Regions from separate parts of the Mus musculus genome. Here region 2 is linked to region 1. The links are chromatin contacts, called in public HiChIP or PLAC-seq maps. All regions are on one chromosome and are shown on one strand. Each heading gives the region's core, a stretch centred on a gene start, on an enhancer-like site or on the middle of the called end of the contact. The rest is flanking DNA. Distances are from core to core; before and after follow the strand shown. Region 1 holds the start of AI506816 (expressed sequence AI506816). Region 2 overlaps Pus7 (pseudouridylate synthase 7).

Region 1 (5,820 bases), core at 2,818-5,317:
GACTCTAGCTGATAGAACTTGTCTCAAAAAATAAGGTGGAGAATAATTGAGGGAAAGAAACACCAACCTCTGACCTCCACGTGCATGGGCAACACGAGCACAAACACAAAGACACTCACATACACATACTGAGAAACAAATAGAGAAATTATTTAAGGTGCCTACAGATATGTTCCTGTGTTGGGGTCTAAAAATCCAAAACAACCCAAGCAGGTACAAGAGTCCCCCCAAAGCAAGATCTTTATTTGAATTAGGCAGCAAAAATCGACCAGTCAGGAACAGCAGCACAGACTCTGTCTGACTGAGTCTTCGAACATCTTAGTAAGTATTTAAGCAGATGACAAAGATGTATTGCACTCGGGTTGCTGCTGATCAATCAGGGCCATAGAAGAGACTCAGGAACTGAACTGCAACCCCAAGCCAGAATGGTATGGGGCTTTTAAGCTTGAAATCCATAAATGGCTGTGCTAAGTTATCCCACCAATCAGGACTTAGGGGTAGGGGACTTCCTTAAGAGCACATCTTTGTGGTGCACTTACTCTGTTCCTGCAGGACTCAACTGCAGCGTTCATGTTGAAGTGCACTCACCTAGCATCCATGTTTCTACTCACCAAGCAGGAAGTCAGTTACCCAGGGAGGTCTTGGGAACTTAAACTTTGAGTTAAGGCCTGTTCCAAATGGCTTCAGTTGGTTCCTTCTTACACCACTGTCTTCTGGATTCTCCACTTGCGTTCCCACACGCAATGGATGAGTGGGGTCTGGGGTGCAGGCGTTTTGATAAGTGTGTAAGTGGTACGATGGTGGTGTCTTACTTTTCAGTTCCTCAGTGGCTTGTGACGCTTAACATACCAAGAGCACACAAAGAGTAGGCAACTCTTTTGAGGGCTGTTGCTATAAGGAGAAATAAAAGGTGGCTTACTTGAGGCAGGATGTAGCAGGAATTTAATGGCGGATGTTTTGGTCTGTTTGGTTGGCTTACGTTTGTTTTTACATGGCTAGAGAGATGGTTTGCCGCTTAAACAGTGTTCTGTTCTTGTAGAGGACCTGAATTTAGTTCCCAGCATTCAACTCAGGAGGCTCACAGCTGTCTGTGAGTCCAGCTCCAGGGCAGGCATTCTCTTGGCTCACAAACAAGCCTAGCTGCTGAGAACAGGCAAGCTGTCCTGGGAGAGACCTGTACATAGCAAACTAATAACCCTAATTAGAAATGCACCCAACTGGGGTGACCACTTAAAAATAAATAATGCCTGCTTTTGCTTTCTGTTCTCACTCTGTTCTCTTATCCTGCTTCTTCCTCCCCCATGAAAGGCAGCCTTCCCTGGGTTCCCAGTGAGAGACAGAGAGAGAATGAAGGGTTGTGGACTATCTTAGATCCTCATCAACAATTTTACATCAATGCAGAATCTTACTGAATTCTTCTCTGGAAGGCGATGAGGAAATCCTCAGCCGGAGCCCAGAACGTGATCTAGCAGAGTGTGGAGCTGGGGATAGACCGTCCCTAATCCTAACAGCGCGGAACACTGCTAATGCCCTGGAATTCCTGCAGTACACATAGTTCACTCAGCAACAAAAATTGCTGGGTTCTAGGGCATGAATGCTCAGTTACTGTGTATCAGACATCTACGTTACCATTCATAGCACTAGCACAGGTGAAATTTAGCTGGAAAATAATTTTATGGTTGGGGGGTCACCACAACATGAGGAACTGTATTAAAGGGTCAGCATTAGGAAGGTTGAGAATCACTGCTATGCATATACATGACAGAGTATTATTCCTTGGTGCCATTTCTTCTTCTGTGAGGTGAGCAAGATCTTGCTATCCAACCAGGTTGGCCTTGGTCTTCAGACTGCCCTGGGTCACAGGCATCCAGAACACAGTGACATCTACCTTTATTCAAATCTACTCCAGACTCTGGGCAGAATTTTTGGCTCTCACTAAAGAAGGAAATTCTTCTCAGGTGCTCACTGGCCCCTTAGGACAACTCTGCTTTGGACAGCCTCAGGTCCAGCTTGCTTCCATGGGGAAACACTGGGTTTGGGCTTGACTGAGGGATGTCTCTCATAGTCTCAGGCACTGGAATGCTTGGTACCCACACAGTGGCACTATTTGGGAGGCCTTGGAGGAAGTTGGCTCTAGAGATGGGTTTTAAGAGTCTAAAGACTTTGTGATTCCTAAATCTCTCTCTACTTTGTGCTTCCAGCTCAAGGTGTGAGCTCTCAGCTTCCTGTTCCTCCTGCCATGCCTTAACTCTGCCAACATGGATTCAGGGACTAAGTCCACACAAGCTCTTCTGTAAGGTATCTTGGCCATGGTGGTTTTCATACAACAATGGAAAAATGACCCCCACACACCTCCAACACTAGTCATAGTATTCAGCACAAAACACAAATTCTATCCTTCTAACTCAAATGGTCTCAACTCCATTTAGTAGAACACCTTAAATTTCAAAATTCCAGGGACAAATTGTGGGTAAAAGAAAATATTTGTAAAAGTAGGGCAGAGGGCTGGACAGATGGTTCAGTGGTTAAGAGCACTGACTCCTCTTCTGTAGGTCCTGAGTTCAAACCCCAGCAACCACATGGTGGCTCACAACCATCTGGAATGAGATTTGACGCCCTCTTCTGGTGTCTGAAGACAGCTACAGTGTACTTACATAAAATAAATAAAGAAATCTTTTTAAAAAAACAAATTAGGGCAGAGGATCCTGGGTGTGGCCCCACAATGTTTCTTTGGCTTGTAGACCACCCTAGAGGAAGGCATGGGATTGTGTGATTTCCTGCCTCCCACTCTTAACTCCTCCCCTTTGTTCTCTCTCTGGAGAACTCCTGCTTTAGAAGAGAATGTAAACTCTTCGGGTGATGGGAACATTGGTTTGCCTCATGAGTTTATAAATGTCTAGCAAAAAAGTCCCTAAACTCAGGCATCATGACTAAGATGTTCACCATGACATCCCTCACCACCTGAGTAATTCGACAGCTACTGAGCTACTGTGTGCAAGTCCTTAGGAGATGCTAGCCTTAACCACTGGGAGGACTCAATCCCTTCTTGTCAGTCATTATGCTAGGTTCCTGGGCTGCCTTAACAAAGCCCTTAATGGCTTCCACGGAATCGCCAGATCAGCGCTGGCAGCCAGAAGTCCAAAATCAAGGTATCAGCTGAACCAACTGCTTCTGAACACCACTGAAGGGATCTTTCCTGTGTCTTCCCACACAGTGGTCACAATCCTGGGCACTCCTGGCCATGTAGTCGCTTCTCTCCCTTCTCCTTTGTCACTCATTATCGGTTTATGTCTTCCTTTGTTAGAAGGACAGTTGCTTTTAGTAAAGAGGGTCCACCTTACAGGGTGGTGGCTCATGCCTTTAACCCCAGCACTGGGGAGGCAGAGGCAAGTGGATCTGAGAGTTCGAGCCCAGCCTGGTCAAAGAGGGAGTGCTAGGACAGCCAGGGCTTCATGGAGAAACACTATGGGGGGGGGGGGAGGGATAAAACAAACCAAAACCAAACAAACAAAAAAACAAGACAAACCCCAAAATATCCCAGCCTGATTCTGACAGGCACAGGTGCCTCCTGGGTGAAAATGCACAGCCAGTAGTGGGATTTTTAGGCATGGGGTCCTCTCCTTGTACCAGCCCCTCTTAAGAGAGTCCACTCCACTCTCCATGATGTCTCAGTTTTCTTAAGAGGAGGAAATTTCGTTACATATGGGTCTTCAAATAAAAATAAGCACAAAAGGATGTGGGTCAATTAAAAGTACCAAATTCAATATATGACTGAGAAGCACGGGGAGAAGAAAAAGAAATCCCCAAGTGATGTGGCTCCAAGATGCTCCTCTAACCTTCAGAGAGGTGACATATTCCACAGTCAGGCCAGTGAGTGGTACCGCTGCCCTGGGGTAGGGGCAGGCTGGGAGGCTCTGGTGCCGCCAGGGGACACGCTAGGGCCGGCGCTGGAGTCAGGCGGGAACGGGGGAAGGGGCGGGCAGGAGGGGCGCTGGGCCACTCTGGTTGGCTGAGCCCCGGTGCTCAATGTCCGGTCGGTTTTAAACTCGGTCCCGCCCTGGCGCCCTGCTCTTCCGCCGCGGCGCGCTCCTGGTAAGTACTCTCACCATTGCGAGTCCCAGGACCACGCCACGTGGCCTCGGAGATTTTCACGGCGCTCGCCCGTGGCGCGGGTCCCTGCCCATACGCGTCCCTTCTGTGTGGGACAGGAGATCGGCCTTGCGCTGCCCGGATTTGTCCCCTCCCAGGTGGAGGCGCGGCGTCCGGACGGCCCGGGTCCTGGGCACACTCGGGGCTTCCCGCCCGCCCAAGACTCGGATGACAGGGACATCGCCTATTTAGGAAGCGAATGAGATCAGAGCTCGGAAAGTAACAGGAGGCAGGATAATCCCAGTGTCAGCAAGGACAGGGGTAATTTCGCCCACTCAAGCGCGTCCTCGCCGCCGCACGTGTCCTTTAAATGCCGCTTGGCACAGAGGCTGGGCTTTTTGTTTTGTGCTCGTTTGTTTTAAGGTTTGAGGGTATATTCAGGCGGATACCTGCAAGCGAGTCCAGCAGGGACCTCTGCCTAAAGGACCTGGATTACCCTACTGCTGACACAGACCCAGCCTGTCTGGGTTTTGGGTCCTGGGAGAAATCTGAGCGACTGGATTAGCACTTAAGCAAGGCAACCTCTAAACCATGATTTAGGAATCGTGAATTGGAATTCCTAAGACCGGGTATAGGTGTTCAGCGAGCACCCTGGAGTCCTCCCTGTTTAAGAGGTGGCTGGTTGAGACACCAATTAAACGTAAATATCAGGGTTGGAGAGATGACTCAGAGTACTGACAGCTCTTCTAGAGTTCCCGAGTTAAATTCTCAGCAACCACATGGTGGCTCACAACCATCTGTAATGAGATCTGATGCCCTCTTCTGGTGTTGTCTGGAGATAGCAACAGTGCACTCATATAGAAGAAATAAATCTTTTTAAAAGATTATTTGATTATTGAGACAGATTGTCATGCTGGCCCAGAGAATATTTGTGCTCTAGGACCCTAAGTATTGGCATTTATGGACATAAGCCACTGTACCTGGTAAAGGGCATTTTAGAGGAAGAATAGGCTTGTGGGCTCTTGTAAACAAGTTCCCTGCGAGGTAGTTTTCTTTCCGTTAGAGGTTAGGGTTCTGCTGAGCCCCTTCGAGAGTGAAGGGCAGCATGAGCCAGCTTCTAAGGTGAGGAATTATTTTTCCCTTCCTCATTCAGGCTCAGGAGACACATCTGATGCTGCTTCTGGTTTTGAAATCAGAGACAATGTTTCACTTTCTTAAAGGAAGAGTACCGCTATTACCTGCAGTACTATTTGCCTCTAAACATTAAGAGTTTTTGGCTTCTGGGGTGGAAACAGTGGGAAAGATGGCCCAGAGGCAATAAAATGGACTCCAGCTGTCAGCAGTATGAAGATCAGAGCTCTGTGCAGGAATAAATGCTAGTCAGAGGCAGGCCTTCCATCATCAGATGCAGCTAGGAGCCACCAGGAAGGTCCTTTCTGAAGGAAGCTGTGGCTGCTGCTTGTAACAGTGCTGGTTCTTTTTTCTTTTGAGCAGATGAGTGCTGTGTCCAGGATGATCATGAATTCAAGGTATGTGTTAGATGGCAAGTTTGGCTTTCCAGGCATAATTCCAGGAACAGTTCTTGGCCAAGGATGAGAACTCTAACCTGACAGGATACGCTGCTGTGATGGGTTAAAGGATTTACCTGAGGCCAACAGAACAGGCAGGAATTTAATGCAGTCACCCCATGTCTTTTTAAAGTAGATGAGGGTTTGGAGAATGGAGTGAGAG
Region 2 (5,805 bases), core at 1,839-4,338, 44 kb before region 1:
CCCATGTATAAAAACAACATAAGGAAATTTGGTCTCTGTATGCAAAACTAAAGAGGGAAAGATGGAAAACAGTAAAAGTGGATTCAGACGATTAAAGAAGGGAAGGACGAAGGGAAGAAAAGGCAGGCAAGGAAAGAAGGTGGTTGAGGGAGGGATAGAGGGAGGGTGTGTACACCCTGCTGTGTACTCTAGTCCTTTTCTTCCTTGACCTGAGGCAGTGGCACGTTGTCATAGCAACCCCCTCCATCCCATCACTGAGTAAACATGAAGATGCTGCTTTGTTTGGAATGGGGGCAGAGGAGAGGAGTTGCTAATTTGGGGATTAAAAATATAATAACTTAAAAACAAGGTGCCTTTAATCCCAGCACCTGGGAGGCAGAGGCAGGCAGATCTCTATAAATTCAAGGCCAGCCTGGTCCACAGAGCAAGTTCCAGTACAGCCAGGGATACACAAAGAAACCTTGTCTTGAGAAAAAAAAAATTAATTTAAACTGAGGCACTGGGCTGTCTTCCTCGGCCAGCAGGTGTCAGGCTTGATCAGTGTATTGCCTTGTCCCCATGGAGCCTGTTTTCATTTTCCTGTTGATTTTGGGAGGAGCTGCAGTCTAAATGCTGGCCTCTTGAAAGCACATTGCACTTATCTCAAGGATATAGGCTGCAGCCTGCATTTGCTTGAGGGATCCACATGGTGGGTGAGCTGGCCTTTCCCCTGAGGAATGGTGAGCAGAATGGACCTATGCTGCCACACAGGGATTTTAATTATTGCCGGGCTGATCAGTCCTGGGAAAAGCAACTTCTCTTTCCAGATTCTTGCAGCTTTGATCTACTTCGTAATCTCAAACTGCCTTAACTCAGAGCGACTCGCTTCGTTTCCTGCCAGTTCCCATCTGAGCTTGGGCCAGTATTTCTCTGTTTTACTAAAGGCTTCTGTGTGGCAGGTTGGTTTGTTGGCCCTTACTACTTAAAAACAGGCTTGTCACACATGAATTCCCCAGAGTGGGTGGACAGTGTTAACAATGAGCACCTTTCCCTTTAAGAACTAAATACAGCTCTGGGCTTTGCTGCACACATGGATGCAGAGGTGGCTGTCCATTATGTATTGGGGAAGAGGATGTTATTCGGCTTTTAAAAAATGTGAAATACCAGTATATCCTACATTGTAATGAGCTTAAGATTGTTGCATTGTTGGGGATGTTGTCACAGGCCAGTAATTCTGCCGTTCTACGGAGTGAAGCTGGGAAATCGCAAGTTTGAAGCCAGCCCGGGCTACACAGGATGACCCTGGCATTTAAAAACAACAAAAAATTACACTAAGTCAGACATTTTTAAAAAACACTGATTTCTTTTCCATTTATGGGGAAGTGTGTACATAAAAAGCAAATTGCCCATCACAGGGGCTGCAGGGACCATTAGAGGCTGTGGAGCCGTTGCTGCCTGGCTGGGATTTCTTTCTCAGGTGGTGGAGACACACTGCACACATTGTGAGTCCATGCTGAAAACAGCAAGCAGGCTGTTTAATGTTTTTTAAAAAGGACAAAGCTGGGCACTCGCCTTTAAACACTCACTCTCAGGAGGCAGAGGCAGGCAGATCTCTGAGACCAGCCTGGTCTACGTAGTGAGTTCTAGACCAGCAAGACTGTATGTATAGTGAGACCCTGTGTTACAAAAGAAAGAAGAAAAAATCAGCCATCAGGCTCTGTCCTGGCACTCGTAAGATGCCGTCGTCCAGGGTCAAAGCTGCCGTCCAGGGTCACGGGCAGCCAGGCTGATAACTTGGTTCTTTTGGCCCCTATCTTTTGCTTTTGCTTAGTTTTATTTTATTTGTTTTTTTTTTTTTCTGTTTCTGCTCTGAAACCCCGTCCTTTCTCCAGCAGTGTCTGCTGACTACAGAGCTCCATCAGTTGGTCCGCAATCTGTTTGTGCTGACCCCCTGCTTTTGTAGGTCCTTGTCGACTTTGAGCATCCTCCCTGCACATCTTGATTCAAGGGCCTGGAACACACCTGCTCAAGCTCGCCCTGGTTTGTGTGAGGCCCGACTGCTTCACGGGGCAGAGGGGAACTGGGTGTTCCAGTTTCACCCATTTCCTGACTTGGATGGCCATCTTCCTACGTTTTCTATTAGTGCAGCAACTTTTTTTTTTTTTTTTTTTGTAACTTAGTAAGGCTGAATACCTGACAGTGAACAAAAGTGAGAAAGGGAGATGGAGCACTAAGGAGCTTCCTTACATAGCAAGCAAGGAAACAAACAGGCTGGTGCCTAGTACATATGTACATATGAGAGTGTGTGTGTGTGTGTATATATGTATGTGTGTGTGTGCGCGCACATGCATGCACATTTCTGCATTATCCATGTCTGTGAGCACAGAACCATGGAAGCTCTGGAGGTGTGGTTCACTGAGTGTCTTCAGGGAGTAGTAGGGCAATTTTGCTAAAGAATTCCAGGAGAGCTGAGAGTTTAAGGATAGAATGTTTGCCTAGCATGTATGAAGCCCTAAGCTCAATTCCTAGCACTGAAATAACATAAATTCCAGGAGCTCGGATATTATATAGATGATTTTTTTAAAAAGATGTATGTTATTTGTATGTGTGTGAACAGTTTATTAACTTCTACGTATGTGCACTGTATGCCTGGTGCCCATGGAAGTCAGAATAGGGGTCACATCTTCTGGAAATGAAATACAGATGGTTGTGAGCCACTGTGTGAGTGCTGAGAATCAAACCTGGGTCTCCTGCAAGAGCAACAAATGTTCTTAGCCATTGGCCATCTCTCCACCCCCAGGCGAATTTTTCAAGCTTTATTTTTAATTTGTGTGTGTGCCCTGTGTGGGGTACCTTCAGTGGCCAGAAGAGGGCATCGCATCCCCTAGAGCTAGAGTCACGGGTGTTTGTCAGTGGCCTGGTGTGGGTGCCTGAGATCCAGCAAGTACTCTTCAGCCCTGTGAAGGTGAATTCTAAAATGTACGTAGTTTCATTTTCTTTTTTAATGTATTTACTTTGGCCAAGGAGTAGAGCAGAGTGGCCCCATTAGTTCCCCCTTGTGTTAAAACTGGAAAGGCCTGTTGAATGGGTCCATGAACAGATGCGTGGGGGTGAAGCCACACCCCCAGTGCTTCCACAGTCCTCTGTTCATAAACACATATACACAAATGTCCTCACACGGAAACATAAGTGTACGCGAGTGCGCACAGACATAACTATACTGGAAGCCACTGACAGACTCAAGCCAGGCTCACCCCCTTGTCTCTGCTGCTTGACAGAGTAGCTGTCACTTCAGAGGAGACATGGACATGGAAAAATTAACACCATGCTCTTGGGCACCATGGTGTGTTTGTTGCATTGTTTCTAATCATTGAAAATAGGAAACAATTACTCCATGATACAAATCAGAGAATCTTAAAGACAACTAATAGATAAATAAAACTGGATTCTTAGAGCCTAGATGGACCTAAGGATTCCATTTGTATTCAGGTTAATCCAACGACACGAATGGACGCCTTTGGGGATGGTGATGTCACGGGACAGGCATGGGGCGGGAAAGCAATGGCTGACACCTTTCATCTGTGTATTGTATTTTGAGGTTTTGGGTGCTGTTTGTCTGTCTTTAGGCAGGATCTCACTTTAACCTTGGCTGACCTGCGGCTGACCAGGAAGACCTCCCTATAGCCCGCACAGGGGCTTTTGGCCTTGCCTCTTTTGTTTTGTTGATCTAAGTGTGAGTGTTTTGTCTGTGTGTATACCATATGCGCAGGCGTGGTGCCTGTGGATGTCAGAGGAGGATGTTGGGTCTGGAACTGGAGTTGTGTGTTGGGTGCTGGGAATCAAACCCAGGTCCTCTGTAAGAACAGCAAGTTCTCTCAACCACTGAGCGTCTCCTCAGCCTCCATTATATATTTTTTTTTTAATAAAAATACAAAGTTTAGCATTTTCAAAAATTTTATATATCAAGAACATGAAGCCCTCTGAGATAAACATCTTTTGTTATTTATGTCTGCTGCTCTTCTAGTGGACCTGAGTTTGGTTCCTAGCACCACACTAGGCAGCTATGGCCTCCTGTAACTCTGGCTCTAGGGATAGCCAACGGCTGACCTCTGGAGAGACCTGTAATTATTCACATGTATACACACACATGCACGCACACATGCATACTCATGCACACACATAAATAAAAATTCAGTCTTTCAAAGAAAAAACTGTTAACAGCAGTGAGTGGGGAGGGTTATGGTGTAAAGAAAGATTTTGTGTTTGCTTTTCTGCAGATGTCCTGTCGAGGAAGGCAAAAGACTTTCTAATGAGACAGTTCCAACAGTATGGGAAACACGTCTATGAAACAGCAGGGTACCGGGTTCTGAATCTAGCTCCACACATCTTCAGTGTGCGTTTAAGGGAATGAGGAAATGCAGGGGTCTGGGCCTTTTTCAGGGATGAACCAATGAAGTCTTTCTTCTCTGTGTTTTTGTGTTTCCAAGGTTGTGTTGTGGTCCAGAGTTTGCAGTATTTTTCTTACTGGCCCAATTGTGGCTAATCTTCTTATGTGTTAGAGACCATTCTTTACAGTTATGTGGACTGCTGTCTGCCAGCAAGCATCAGCAGCTTTGCCACCTCCTGCCCACGGAGGGTAGACACCGAGTAGACACCGCCACTCTCTTATGTCTTCTCCTTGGTGGTAAAGTCCCATCATTCTAGTACTGTTACGCACAGGAATAATCCAGGGGGAAAGGAAAACTGCATCTAGCTACCTCCTGTGGCCTCCTTGCAGTCACAGCCCTGGTGTGCCCTTGTCTTCTGTCGGGACTCATGGTCCTTCCTCTGCTCCTTTTTTCTTTAAAGAATAAGTGCACAAAGACTTGCCCACCTCAATAAGTGCCTGATGAACTTGAAGCTCGGGAATTTCAGCTATCAGAAAACCCCTCTGAAGTTAGGAGCGCTCCAAGGAAACCACTTCACTGTTGTTCTCAGGTAAAGTGCCACAGTGGGAGTGCAGTGCAGGGAGGTGGGGTGGGGGTGGTGCAGAGCCTGGGCTGGGGCTGGGCAGGGGCGGGGGGGGGGTGCAGAGCCGGGGCTGGGGCTGGGCAGGGGCGGGGGGGGGGTGCAGAGCCGGGGCTGGTAGCAGGGCTCCAGGAGTCTGCACATGTCACAATTGGGTACAGGGTACCTGCGTCAGATAGAAAGGCTAGGAGAGCAAGGCCTGTAGGCATGAGGAATAGATACTGTGTAGTATTTTTCCTGATAAATGGTCTTTGTCCCTCCCTAAAAAGATTCCCATAGCCTTCAGAAACACTGTGTCCTTCAGTTACTGACTGAAAGATAAAGAGCCTACTATTGGGGGCTGGAGAGATGGCTCAGAGGTTAAGAGCACTGACTGCTCATCCAATGGTCCTGTGTTCAAATCCCAGCAACCACATGGTGGCTCACAGCCACCCATAATGAGATCTGACGCCCTCTTCTGGTGTGTCTAAAGACAGCTATAATTTACTCATATACATAATATAAATAAATCTTTTAAAAAATGTGCTTTGATTTGTATGAGGTGCCTAGAATGGACACATTCATAGGAAGATTAGAGCTTGCTTTGGTGGATGCTTCAGTTTGTGATTAGGCATGGTTGCATATGTATGTAATTCCAGCACTCAGGAGGCAGAGGCAGGCGATCACACTGCTTCAAGGTCAACCTGGTCTACATGGAGTGCTGGCTGGCCAGGGCAAGAGTGTGCAGAGTGAGGGAGTGAGTGGATGAATGGATCTGGACACAGGGAAGGAGTTTGGGAACAGCACGGTGGTAGATGCTGCACATGGGCTTCACGCTCT

The links. HiChIP or PLAC-seq counts read pairs in DNA pulled down with a chosen protein or histone mark.
Region 2: a contact with region 1 is called in an H3K4me3 HiChIP or PLAC-seq map of embryonic stem cells, with 45 read pairs. The contact joins the enhancer-like site here to the promoter of AI506816 in region 1. A contact is called at or near these places in 1 of 39 promoter capture datasets (the C10 cell line), 4 of 15 datasets of contacts at CTCF or cohesin (CD8 T cells, the NIH/3T3 cell line, large pre-B cells and 1 more), 20 of 484 Hi-C or Micro-C datasets (B cells, the C2C12 cell line, ECoMG myeloid progenitors and 11 more), 11 of 115 datasets of contacts at active chromatin or transcription factors (CD8 T cells, the HPC-7 cell line, the SCID.adh cell line and 4 more) and 3 of 9 other capture datasets (adipose tissue, liver and pancreatic islet).

What each region holds. Positions count from the first base shown.
Region 1 is chr5:23,710,914-23,716,733 of GRCm38.p6, reverse strand. It overlaps AI506816 (expressed sequence AI506816), which reads left to right and starts at 4,067. Exons shown (of 5, transcript NR_015554.2): 1 at 4,067-4,092; 2 at 5,584-5,618. Gm50451 (a small nucleolar RNA gene) reads left to right here and starts at 5,673; the gene lies at 5,673-5,743.
Region 2 is chr5:23,753,609-23,759,413 of GRCm38.p6, reverse strand. Pus7 (pseudouridylate synthase 7) reads left to right here. Exons shown (of 16, transcript NM_178403.5): 8 at 4,828-4,956. Among named protein-coding and RNA genes, the nearest start is that of Pus7, 27 kb to the left of the region's middle. Within about 2 kb of position 3,088, at least 7 of the 459 cell types and tissues checked have an H3K27ac peak or open chromatin away from gene starts, as enhancers often do. A contact at or near this core is called in embryonic stem cells and trophoblast stem cells, where this site is marked.